2 separate regions of the Mus musculus genome follow, and region 1 is linked to region 2. Evidence: chromatin contacts called from public HiChIP or PLAC-seq data. All regions are on one chromosome and are shown on one strand. The core of a region is the stretch at or near the end of the contact, and the rest is flanking DNA. Distances in the headings are between cores, read along the strand shown.

Region 1 (5,547 bases), core at 1,939-4,438, 56 kb after region 2:
CAGATTCGCAGCTACTCTTCTATCACGCTCTTCTCTGCATCTTGATCATCTCTAGCCATACCTCCCCCAGAGATATGATCCAGACCTTTGAGGACACATGCCCCAGTCTCTCACCAAGGCATGGTATGTGTCTCCTACTCATTGCTGCGCATCCGAACTTACAGTACCTGTACTCCAGACTCTCTAACGAAAGTGTGGATGGACCCAGCTGTGCAAGGCAACTCACAATAGCCATCCTTTTGCCAAGTCTGCAAGCTTGCTTACTACTAATGCTTTCATTTAGCAGATGAAGAGCCAGACTTCAAGCAGTTGAAGAGCCTGAAAAGTTACTGAGAACACTGTGATGGCTGAACAAGGATGACCTCCCCATAGGTTCATATATTTGACTGTTTGGTTACCAGCTGGTGGACTATTTGGGAAGGATTAGGGGATGTGGCCTTGTTGGAGGAGGTGTGTCACTGGGAGTGACTTTGAGGTTTCAAAACCCCCCAGCCAGGCCCACTCTCTTCCTCTGCATGCTGCCTACAGATCAGGATGTCAGCTCTCAGCTACTGTGCCCCGCCATGATGAGAATGGACTCGCCCTCTGAAACTGTAAGCAAGCCCCAATTAAATGTTTTCTTTTATAAGCAGCCTTGGTCATGGGGTCTCATTACAGCAATAGAACAGTGACTAAGACAGGCATTAACAAGTGAATAAACCAAAAAATTTTGCCAGGTCAGGCTGACTCTAAAGCCAGTGTTTTAGGTGAGACCAACCCTGTAAGTCTCGGTAATTATATCTTAACCATAATTTCACCTGCAAGAAATAACCAGGAAGCAACATCACGACTTCAGACCTTCGCAGCCCACAGGTGCAGCCCACAGGTGCAGCCCACAGGTGCAGCCCACAGGTGCAGCCCACAGGTGCAGCCCACAGGTGCAGCCCACAGGTGCAGCCCACAGGATGCCTGGATACAGGTCACTTTGGATTAGGACAGGTATCATACCTTTTGCCCAGCTCCTTGTATATCCCAGTGTGACAAAAATGGAAAAATATAAATGATCTACCATAATGACATAGTCTCACTTGGCTCCCAAATAAAGCTGTTTGAGGAGAGAACCTGGTATCTCAAGCAATCTGTCCCTAAGGAAGGGGAAAGTGCGAAAATGAGCCAACACAGAACTTCTGACTTTGTGTTTGGATGGACTGCTTGGGTACAAAGTCTGCTGTTGAACCTGACTTTATGAAACAATTGATGGCATCCTATAGATTTGGTTTTGTTATGTAATACCAACACACATGTATGTATTTAATTATAGCCAAGAGGAAAATTGCTGTACTGAAAAAAAATATACATATACATACACACACACACACACACACACACACACACACACACACACACACATATATATATATATATATATATATATATATATATACATATTACTTTTATAATGAGGTCAAAAAAGCTAAGAACACCTGGATCAAAGGTTCTGCCACTGCCAATAGCTGCCTGGGTGGCCTTGTGCAAAAACACTGCCAACTGCTCATCTTTTCAATCAAAGGATTCTTAATTGCTGATCCACTGGAAGTTACTTTTAATTCTAATATTCAGAGACTGTTTTCACTCTCAGAATGTTTTCTACTAGGTTTCAACCAGTTTATCCTGACTCAGGGGGAGCCCTCTCGACATGACCACTTTCATACATTTTTTTGTTTTAAAGTTCATCTTACATATCTGAGCTACACAACAGGTTTTGACAGGACTAGTGAAATGGTTACTATTGTCAAGAAAATGAACATGGCTATCATGCCAGTTACTCCTTTTTGGTGACAATTATACATGATCGAGCATCATGGCTTCCGATCCCTGGCAGTGGTGACTGGAACACCATGGAGAGCAGGAAGCAACAGTAACTATGAATGTGAAAAGTTGGGTGATCAGAGGAAAGCGCTTCAGCTAAGAGACAGAGAAACCCCCGCACTAGGTGTCATCATAGTTGACAGGACACATACACACGAAAAACAGTCGCTAAGTTCTCGCAGATTTTGTTTATATGACCTTAACTCCTCAGGACATGACAGCCACCGGGTGCTCTCGGTAGGAGTAAATGTTACTTGAAGTTTGAGTCCAATAAATACCTGGGAGGCGAAACTGTTCTTAGAAGTAACACTTGCAGTTTCGGGTATTACTAAAACGCTTAAAGTTCACGCTCTATCTCAAAAATACAACATGGATAACAAGGGGATTATGGAAGTTCTGTTTTTAGTCTGTGTGGTGCTGCCGGGCATGGAAAAAGTCCCACCTAACTCCCACTGGTAAATTACAGGGACCGGACAGTTTAAAGACTAGCATGTTACTGATTGAACGGGTGTGGAGGGGTCCCCTGTTGCCAAAGAAAAGAAAGGGAGGGAATTGAAAGAGGAATGGCTTTAGGGCAAGGAAACCTTCAGCTGGCACAACCCATTAGCTTCGTGTTTTTAACTCCCTTGGCTTTATGGGAAAACTGTCACTTTAGAGCGCGACTGTACAGGAGCCCCAGGTAGGGAGGAGATAGGCTCTTTGCAGATCCTTGACCTGACCGAGTGTGGATCCTCGAGGTGAATTCAGCCACCAACACCGTGTGCAGGGAAGGGCAAGTTGGAGGCGCGGTGGGAGCACTCACCTTCCCTCCTGGAGGTGGCCTGGGCTGCGGGCAGCAGGAGCGCGACACCAAGGCAGCAGCTGAGCCAGAGCGCAGGCATGGCCGGGCCGCGCTCCGCCGCTGCGGGTGCCTGCCGGGCGCCGAGTCTTCGCTCTGCTGTGCCTTCCTTTTCCCTCGATCAGGTGTTTTATCGACTCTTCTCCCTGACTCAGTCCTGACAGGAAGAGAGCCGGTGTTTCGGGGCGTGACTCACCTGTGAACAAGGAGGACCCAACCCTCCGAGGCAGACAAACACTCAGCGCATGCCGAGCAGTAAACCCGCTCGCTGCGGCCCCGGGCTCCCCCCTCCGCAACCGGGGAGCACACCTGGCCCCGCCGAGGGCGTGGTACTGAGGCTGCGGTCCAGAGATCCTTCTGGAATGTGCCATATCCCCTCCCTCCACCCGCACCCCGCTACACACAGCCGTTCTCTCCCGGGGTGGTCCTGGGCAGAACTCAGGTTGTAGATATCAGCCACCCCTTCCTCAAAACCGGAGGGGGCGAGGGAGTCTCAAGGGCACAGACATCCATTCCAGTCACAGTTGGACGCCCCTTCCACTCTAGTCTAAAACACAGGCAAATTAACCAGGCTGAGGGGCCCAACAGGATCGATCCTCTTCACTCTCAGGGTAACTTTTATTCTGAGATACAGCACGTATACATACCTCTGATTTTACTCACTTCTAAGCACACACACACACACACACACACACACACACACACACACACACACCAGGGTGACCCAAAGGTTGCTCTCCTGGGTCTATCTACCCCCTTAACCTTGAACTAGCAAACTCATTAAGCAAACTCATTAAACTGTTACGAACTAGTTCACAGTTGATATTCAACAAGCCTTCTGCTCATAAGAGAAAAGGTTTCTTAGTCTTTTAACATCTCAGAGCATATTTTTCACGACATTCTCTCTGGCCCCGCTAGAAAATAACGTTAAGAGGGATAGTGCCAGCCAAGCCCGGTGTTAGCTGAAGTGAGTAACACCAAGTGGGGGAGGGGATGCAAATCTTGGCTTATCCCACACTGTCCTGGGAACTTCTCCTACAGTGAATAATGCAGAAGTGACTGTCAGAGAAGGCTCTTAAATCCTGCTATAGACTTAGGATTTACTAGTATTTATGTAGACACAACGTATCCATTACAACCAATAACCACTTCTTTTCCTCATGGTAAGGACAGCAGAGGCCCTAAATAAATACCTAGTCACTGACTAAATGAATGACTGTACCATAGATAGTTCCGTAGCTTAACACTCTAAGATAACTAACAACGTAATCCATACATATTGTCAAAGGGTGTGAGAACTCCCATTTCTAAGTGTGATAGTGACCAGTGTAGGCTGACCAGGAGAGATGTGGCTGGCTTTGTACAGAACATGGAGTCTGAACTAGATACCTAGTTCTAACCAGGAAGTAGACAAAGCATTGAAGAGCAACAGAGGCAAGATAGGGTACTGCAGACAAGCCGACATCTCTAAAATCTAGCGCAAAATGAGCAACAGAATGGATATTCTAATTTTCTTAACCTAGACTCAACTCTCTTCTGCTCTGTCCAAATAATGTGGAGATTCTTCTCACTCAGAATCAGTGCCCAGCTACTGCTAACACTTCAGTTCCTTGAGAGCAGGCATCTATAATTTTTTTCTTCCAGTAGCAGCTATGCGGTGGACAGAGAGAGAGGGGGAGAGGGAGAGGGAGAGGGAGAGGGAGAGGGAGAGGGAGAGGGAGAGGGAGAGGGAGAGGGAGAGGGAGAGGGAGAGGGAGAGGGAGAGGGAGAGGGAGAGAGAGAGAGAGAGGGAGCACACTTGTTTCTGAGTGCTATGATCCTTGCATATCTACCATCCACTAACTGAAAATATTGATACTTCTTGTTTTAGAAAAGTCCAGGTACACAGTGTTGGAGGAGCAGGGCATAGGGCCCTGCAAAATCAAACCTTAAAGGCAAAATTTGTTTTTTAGCACAGATTTTCATTGTCTATCATATCTCAAATGCTTTCATTTTCATCTGCTACCCTCTTTAGTGATAATAATAGTAACAAAGAGACCTATCTGTCATTTATTGCTGGCATAAATAAGTCTGGCATACATAGTAGTCCTTTTAACATTCAATAGAACCCTGTAAATGAGGTATAGTACCAATGTCCCTATGCCACAGGCCAGGAAAGGTTAGGCAGCATGCTAAGAATGGCAAAGCCAAGATGCAAAGCCAGGCAATCTGGCTTCGCACTTCATAGCACTTTGATAGTCAGATTAAAAAGTGCCGTAGAGAAAGATAAGCTCACAATACTGAACGAGCTGAGTGCAATCTAAGGTTAGTCATCAACAGCCATCAAGGTATGGCCAACATCCATCACAGCAGGGCAAGACTGTGGACTCTTGGCATTCATCCAGGAAACCAAGTCACATAGGACTCTGCACAAATGCTTGTGATTTCCCCAAGATGTTAGATCTGAAAAAACCCACTAGTCACTTGGGCAGAGGGAGTCAGAAGGCAGCAGGCATCTTGGGTCCAGATCAATCAGTGCCTCATTTCTGTGGACAGTGCAGGATCCTACACCATCAGTAGGCACTCTCCTGTTGGACTCCATATCTCATTCTTCACCCATGTAAACAATCCCTCACCTTGGGCTTGAGTCCTCTGCTCGGGCCTCATGCCTTTTATTCAGAAGGCTTCTCCAGTGCATCACTGGATCTAAAAGGACTCCAGGGGTCAAAGCCAAGGCTCTGTGTCCCCATTCCAAATCCCACACTTGTCATTATCAAGGCAAGTTATTTGGGTTTCTTTGAGCTATGGTTTCTTCTAGAAAATGGGGAAAATGATAAAATACACATCTAGTAGGGTTGTTGAGAAGTGCAGATGAGTTAATG
Region 2 (5,433 bases), core at 2,042-4,541:
AAGGACAATTGGAGAAAAAAAAACCAAAAAAACATCTGTGCCTGGCTCTGATGGAGCAAGTCAGATGGACAATGAGAGAGTCAGACTTCGGGACACACCCTTCCCCAGGCTGGCCCTCAAGCAAGTTAGTTCAAGGTTAGCTCTCTAGAGACTAGGAGGGTCAGTGCGAAAACACTGGTTCTCTTTCAGTTCGGTGCCTAGAAAATTTCTAACGCAATCAGGAAAGCATTTGAGCAAACCCAGAAGGCAAGAAACACCATTCTCTGACACTCATGGGCTTTATTCCAAAGACTCACCTGGTCTTTGGAACAACTTTACAAGGATTTCCCCAAGACAGTTGTACTTGGAATACAGACCTGGAGTTAACTGTAGTGGTGGGTTTTTGTCTTTGCAGGGAAAAAGTTCATCAATGCCTTTATCAATAAGCTACAATTAAACAGTTGCAGGTATCTTTATGCTTGATGCCATATAAAGGAAGGTTTATGAAACTGCCCTCAAGGGGAATTATTAGAAATTATAGTTTGTAGGTTACCAAGCAGTCTTAAAAGTGAGGTCGAATAGTCTAGATGCCCAAGACCTCTTGACTTCCTGGAGTGGCACCAGCTCCCTAGAAGTCCTTAAGTAAGCAGGAAGGAGGTCACTTTCAGCCGAGAAGCATTCCTTTGCTGGAGCTCTAGGCATAGCAGAGCTGGATCTCAGATCTCTTGAATGCTCGTCAAGCAAGGGACCAGATAGTTCTTATCTCCATCCCTAGCACCAAGCATTCACAGTGCCGGACAGACTAAAATAGGCCCAGCTGAGACAAAGGATATAGAAGGCTGTAGAGCACGGGGATTTCATATCCAGAATCAAAACGCTGATGTCAATTGTTACAAGTTAAATTTACGTCCTAAAACTCATGGTGAAGTCCTAAGGGCTAGGGATGTTTCTCAGAGGGAGAGAGCTTACCAGCACGAACAAAGACATGGTGGATGGAGTCTTTGCTTACACGCTTCTCTCAACTCAGAAGATGGCCTTATTTGAAAACTGACAGTTGCAGATGTAATTAGCTACAGTGAAGTTACACTGGACCCTTAATTCAGTGAGACTGATATCTTCTTATAAGATAAGACTGAGATATGAATATAGTGGCCAGCCTGGGCTACATAGTGAGATCATATCTTGAAGAAGATGAAGGAGAAGGAGAGGAAGATGGGGAGAAGAAGAAGAGAAGGGGAAAGAAGAAGGAGGAAGGAGGATAGAGAAAAGAAGAGATGATAGAGGACTCTGGGGATCACACAAGCAGGGAGTGGACGGATAAAGCTATGCACCAAGGAAGACCAGGATTGCCTGGCCTCCTCTGCAGCTGGCAAGAGGAAAGGAAGAATTCTCCCTGGAGCTGTCAGGAGAAGTGGAGCCCTGGGCGACTAGTTTCTCATCCTAACCTTCCGAACGGTGCAAAAGTCACTTCTATTTTTCTAAGTATTTTCTGATAGCAGCCTTAGAAATCTTCATAGTAAACAACTCTGGGTGTTCTCCACAGTGCTGTTCAAAGGAACATGGAATATGGTGTAATAGCTGCTAGCCAGTGATAGAATCCATCCAGCAGAAGGGTGGGCGTGTAGAGCAGGGCTGCTGTGCCCTCTCCAGGACTCTGAGCCATAGGGGCTGAACTGAGCTGAAACACTCTCTCTCTGGAACAGGGCTGTGTTGGGCACTGCCTGGGGCAGCCCGTATATCCATTTCTCTTTACCTGCTCTATCTCGCTGCTGATCTCCAGGGCCTCCCTAGCTGCGTTCTTTGCCCGTTGGGTGTCGGCAGTGGCGCTCCCCAGGGCCGTTTCTGCTTGCTGGGTCTTGTCACTGGCATCTGCAACCTTCTGGCTAATAGAGGAGAGTCTCTTCATGGCCTCTTCAGCCTCTGCTTTTCTGTCTTCAACCTGCAGATCAAACTCTAGAATGAAGAAAAAAAGAAGAGAAAAGAAAAAAAAAATTGCCACAGAGACAACTGAATGAGAGTGCCTGGTGTTCTGAGGAAAAATTCCTGAAAGGGACCGATTACTAGCTAGGGGTGAGATGCTGCAGCTGGGATTAGCCTTTCTTTCCCAAGAGAAAAAAATCTCAAAGGAGCCACTGAGGGAGCTGTCAGCTTGCCCTAGGTCCCCACCACTGCAAGGATATCAACATCCAAAGTAGACAAAGAACAGGTGACTCTCTTTAAAGACTGAAGATTTAAGTCCAAGCCTGAAGCCAAAGAGCAGAGTTGGGGTGTAGTCACAGAGAGTTGGGTGTGGTTGCAGAGTTGGGGTGTGGTTGCAGTAGGTATAGAGGAACTTTCTATGAAGAGAATCCTAAGTCTTTAGAAATGATTCCCTTTTGTTTGCTAGTGAATAATGCTGACTTTTAAACCAAGTATCTTCAAGATACACCTCAGACTCCCTGGGAGTCACAAGTCATTACCTCAGAGAAGGCATATTGGAAGCAACCAAGCCACCCAAGGAAAGGAGACTATCAACACAGTTGTGACATACTGGGTATGAAGGACCCTAGAGATCGCCTGGTCCCCTTAAGTAGGACACAGGGATCTAGAAAGGTCACGCAGAGAGCTTGAGCTGGTCCTAGGGTCCAGTGAGGATCAGAACTCAGGACTCCTAGCACTTAGGTGGAATGACTTCCACCACCTAGGTCAAGTACTAATGAGATCATCATTACCTTAGTAAGATAGTGACTAAGCATCTATTAATAACCCAAATACACCCACCATTTAAGGAGGCAAAGGAGCATTTAGATGAATCGTGACTGTCCCTTTAAATCTGGATCACACAGCACTAACCTCGGAGGTTCTTCAGGATGTTCTCAACTTCATAAAAAGTGGCATTGCCCATACTTAGCGCTTCTTGGGCTCTGTTTTTAGCAAGGTTGGCACGGGAAAGCAGCTGATCTGAAGTCTGTAAATAGAACAAGATCAGAATGAGTGCATTCCTGCTAGCAAAATCACCCTGACACAACTTTTCCGTGACACCAGAGTGCTGTGCTGTGACTCACCGCAGTCTAGGGGTGCTGGAGCAGAGCCCTCTAGTATCTGATCAGGAACAAACTTTGTAATATATGTCTTTTAGAGGAAAGTCTACAACTCTTTCCACCCTAAGGGGCAGGAATAGTTTTGCAAATCACAATCTTAAACACTAGCTAGTTCCTGAATCTAAGATAGACAGACTTGGACTAAAATGAGACCTACAAGACCTGGGTTCTCTTCCTAGGTTCAAATGCTGACTCAATGGGTGGGGTTAATTCCATCAAAATTCCAGTCTTGGTTACTCCCTCTGTAACCAGTGGCATCATGACCTTTGGAGGGTTTATGGTTGTGGCTCTGGCTATTTCCACCCATACAGTCGGCATTCAGTGCGTGCTTGCTTATTGGCTGAGCGAGCGGTTGACAGAAGGTACCTGTCTCCTATCCTTTCCAGTCTGTAAAAGCTGCCGTGTTTCTTTTTCCCAGTTCCCCAGATTGTTTCGCACACGCGTGAATGCATCCGTTTGTCTGGTCACCAGGTTTGAGAGAGAATCAGCCTTTTGTCTGATCCTCTTTGCTTCCACCTGTGGACACAAAGTTACAAATGAGTGTGACTGTCTGCTCACACGTCACCACACCTGCTTCAGGACCTACTGTCACCATTTGAAAATACTGGCAGCCTTAAGAAGCCAAGAAAGCAGACACTGGCCCTAACGTCCCAAAGCCTACCAGAAATGAGACAGGGTACCAAGGAAAGATAGGCAGTACAACTCCCAAGAATACAGTAAACTCTGCCTCTGGTCTTTTTTAAAAAAGTTGTTAAAAACAATTGCTTTATCTATTCACAGAACATATCTCTATGGAGATCACTGTGAGTGTCTTTAGCTGTTGGGTATGCAGGTAAACTTAATCCAATAAGGTTGTAATAGCTAGGGAGATTGATGGCAGAAAAAAAAAAGCAAGCTTTTTGATAGCAAAAGTCTTCTTCTTAGCAGTATCAAATGGATGTATCGAACTCCATTAAAATTCAATTTGAGGGTCTCAAAAAAAAAAAGAACTGGGGAGGAGGCATAAAACTTTCCTTGACTAAGGGGTTCAAGATTAAACATGCAAGTCATTTTCCCTTTCAGAGTCTAGACAACAGATGACAGGAAGCAACTGTCTCTTCCTAACACCAAGCCCAAAGTCCATGCTAGGTTTTAAACACGGGCTATCAGCCATGTGCTAATACGTGTTCATCTGGTTGACATGGGTGCTGGGGTATGTGTGTGTGTGTGTGATGGGAAGCCTTTGTGGGGTGTAGGAGGCCTCTAGACCATGTGAGCTCTAAAGACATTGTGCACACTTGCCGATCATTTCCTCTGTCCTCCTGAGACTCTGCTGCCCTTAGCAGGACAGAACCAACGCAGGTACTGTGCCTTTAACCGTCTGAAACACTAAAGAGAAGAACCTCTTTCCCCTAATAAGTAATGAGCAATGTGACACTGCCTGACACAGCCATTGTGAAGAAGAAGCTGTAAAGTTGAACAATCTTCTGCGATCTATAGAGAAGAAAGTCTCTGTGTCCATTTGTCCGGGTGGCATGCACACAGGATCAGAGGCCTCACCTGAAAGGACAGATCACTGACTCCCTGAAGCTGAGAGGCAGAATCCAGGAGGCGGAGACTGTGCTGATACGACCTATCAGCTTCAATGTCGGCTTGGGTGCCCTCCCTTGACAGCTGCTGGCTCAGGGACTTGGTTTTCTCTAATCTGTGGCGAGGAAAAGTGAATGGTTAATAATAATAATAGCAATAATGGAGGGGGAAGACAAGACCTTACGATATAGCTTTGACAGGTCTGAAACTTACTGCTATCCTGCCTCCAAGAACTAGGATTACAAATACAAACATATTATATATATGTATACACACACACACACACACACATATATATATGTATATGTATATATATGATTTGTTTACAAACACATATATATGTATATATAAAATTCATCTTGTTGTTTTTAAAAATATGTAGTTGGGCCAGGAGGCATGATTATCAAAGTGTTTAGGAGGCAGAGACAAGTAGATCTCTGAGTTGAAGGTCAGCCAGAAGCTGGCGACTTAGTGACTCACACTCCCTCTCCCCATCCTCCTCAGGCAGTGTGTATATGTGCGTGTGTTTGTGTATAGGTTTGGTCAGAAAAATTCAACTCAAGCTTCCCAACTGCTGATAATCTAAGTGCTATTTTTCTGTCGCTGGCCCTGTCAGATGGTTTTATATACGCCTTCATAAGCTGGAGGGGGACCATCTCCCCCTGTATTGTCATATCTCAGTAAGAATGCGAGTTTTACTTAGATACCATAACCTTTCTTTTCCTAGTCTTAAAAATACTTTCCCCAAAGTAAATACTCATTCTCTTGCCTATGTTGTTGCTGTTATTATTATTATTATCATCAT

What was found. HiChIP or PLAC-seq counts read pairs in DNA pulled down with a chosen protein or histone mark.
Region 1: an H3K27ac HiChIP or PLAC-seq map of embryonic fibroblasts shows a contact between it and region 2, with 35 read pairs. The contact joins the promoter of Lamc2 here to the enhancer-like site in region 2. A contact is called at or near these places in 1 of 39 promoter capture datasets (hippocampal neurons), 1 of 15 datasets of contacts at CTCF or cohesin (the NIH/3T3 cell line), 22 of 484 Hi-C or Micro-C datasets (the C10 cell line, the HL-1 cell line, the HPC-7 cell line and 12 more), 9 of 115 datasets of contacts at active chromatin or transcription factors (CD8 T cells, double positive thymocytes, embryonic fibroblasts and 3 more) and 3 of 9 other capture datasets (adipose tissue, embryonic stem cells and pancreatic islet).

What each region holds. Positions count from the first base shown.
Region 1 is chr1:153,183,259-153,188,805 of GRCm38.p6, forward strand. Lamc2 (laminin, gamma 2) reads right to left here and starts at 3,189. Exons shown (of 24, transcript NM_008485.3): 1 at 2,996-3,189; 2 at 2,651-2,843. The coding sequence starts at 2,729.
Region 2 is chr1:153,127,225-153,132,657 of GRCm38.p6, forward strand. Lamc2 (laminin, gamma 2) reads right to left here. Exons shown (of 24, transcript NM_008485.3): 18 at 4,599-4,743; 19 at 3,426-3,575; 20 at 2,812-2,926; 21 at 1,733-1,932. Among named protein-coding and RNA genes, the nearest start is that of Lamc2, 57 kb to the right of the region's middle. Within about 2 kb of position 3,292, at least 126 of the 459 cell types and tissues checked have an H3K27ac peak or open chromatin away from gene starts, as enhancers often do. A contact at or near this core is called in the HL-1 cell line, the NIH/3T3 cell line, adipose tissue and 8 more, where this site is marked.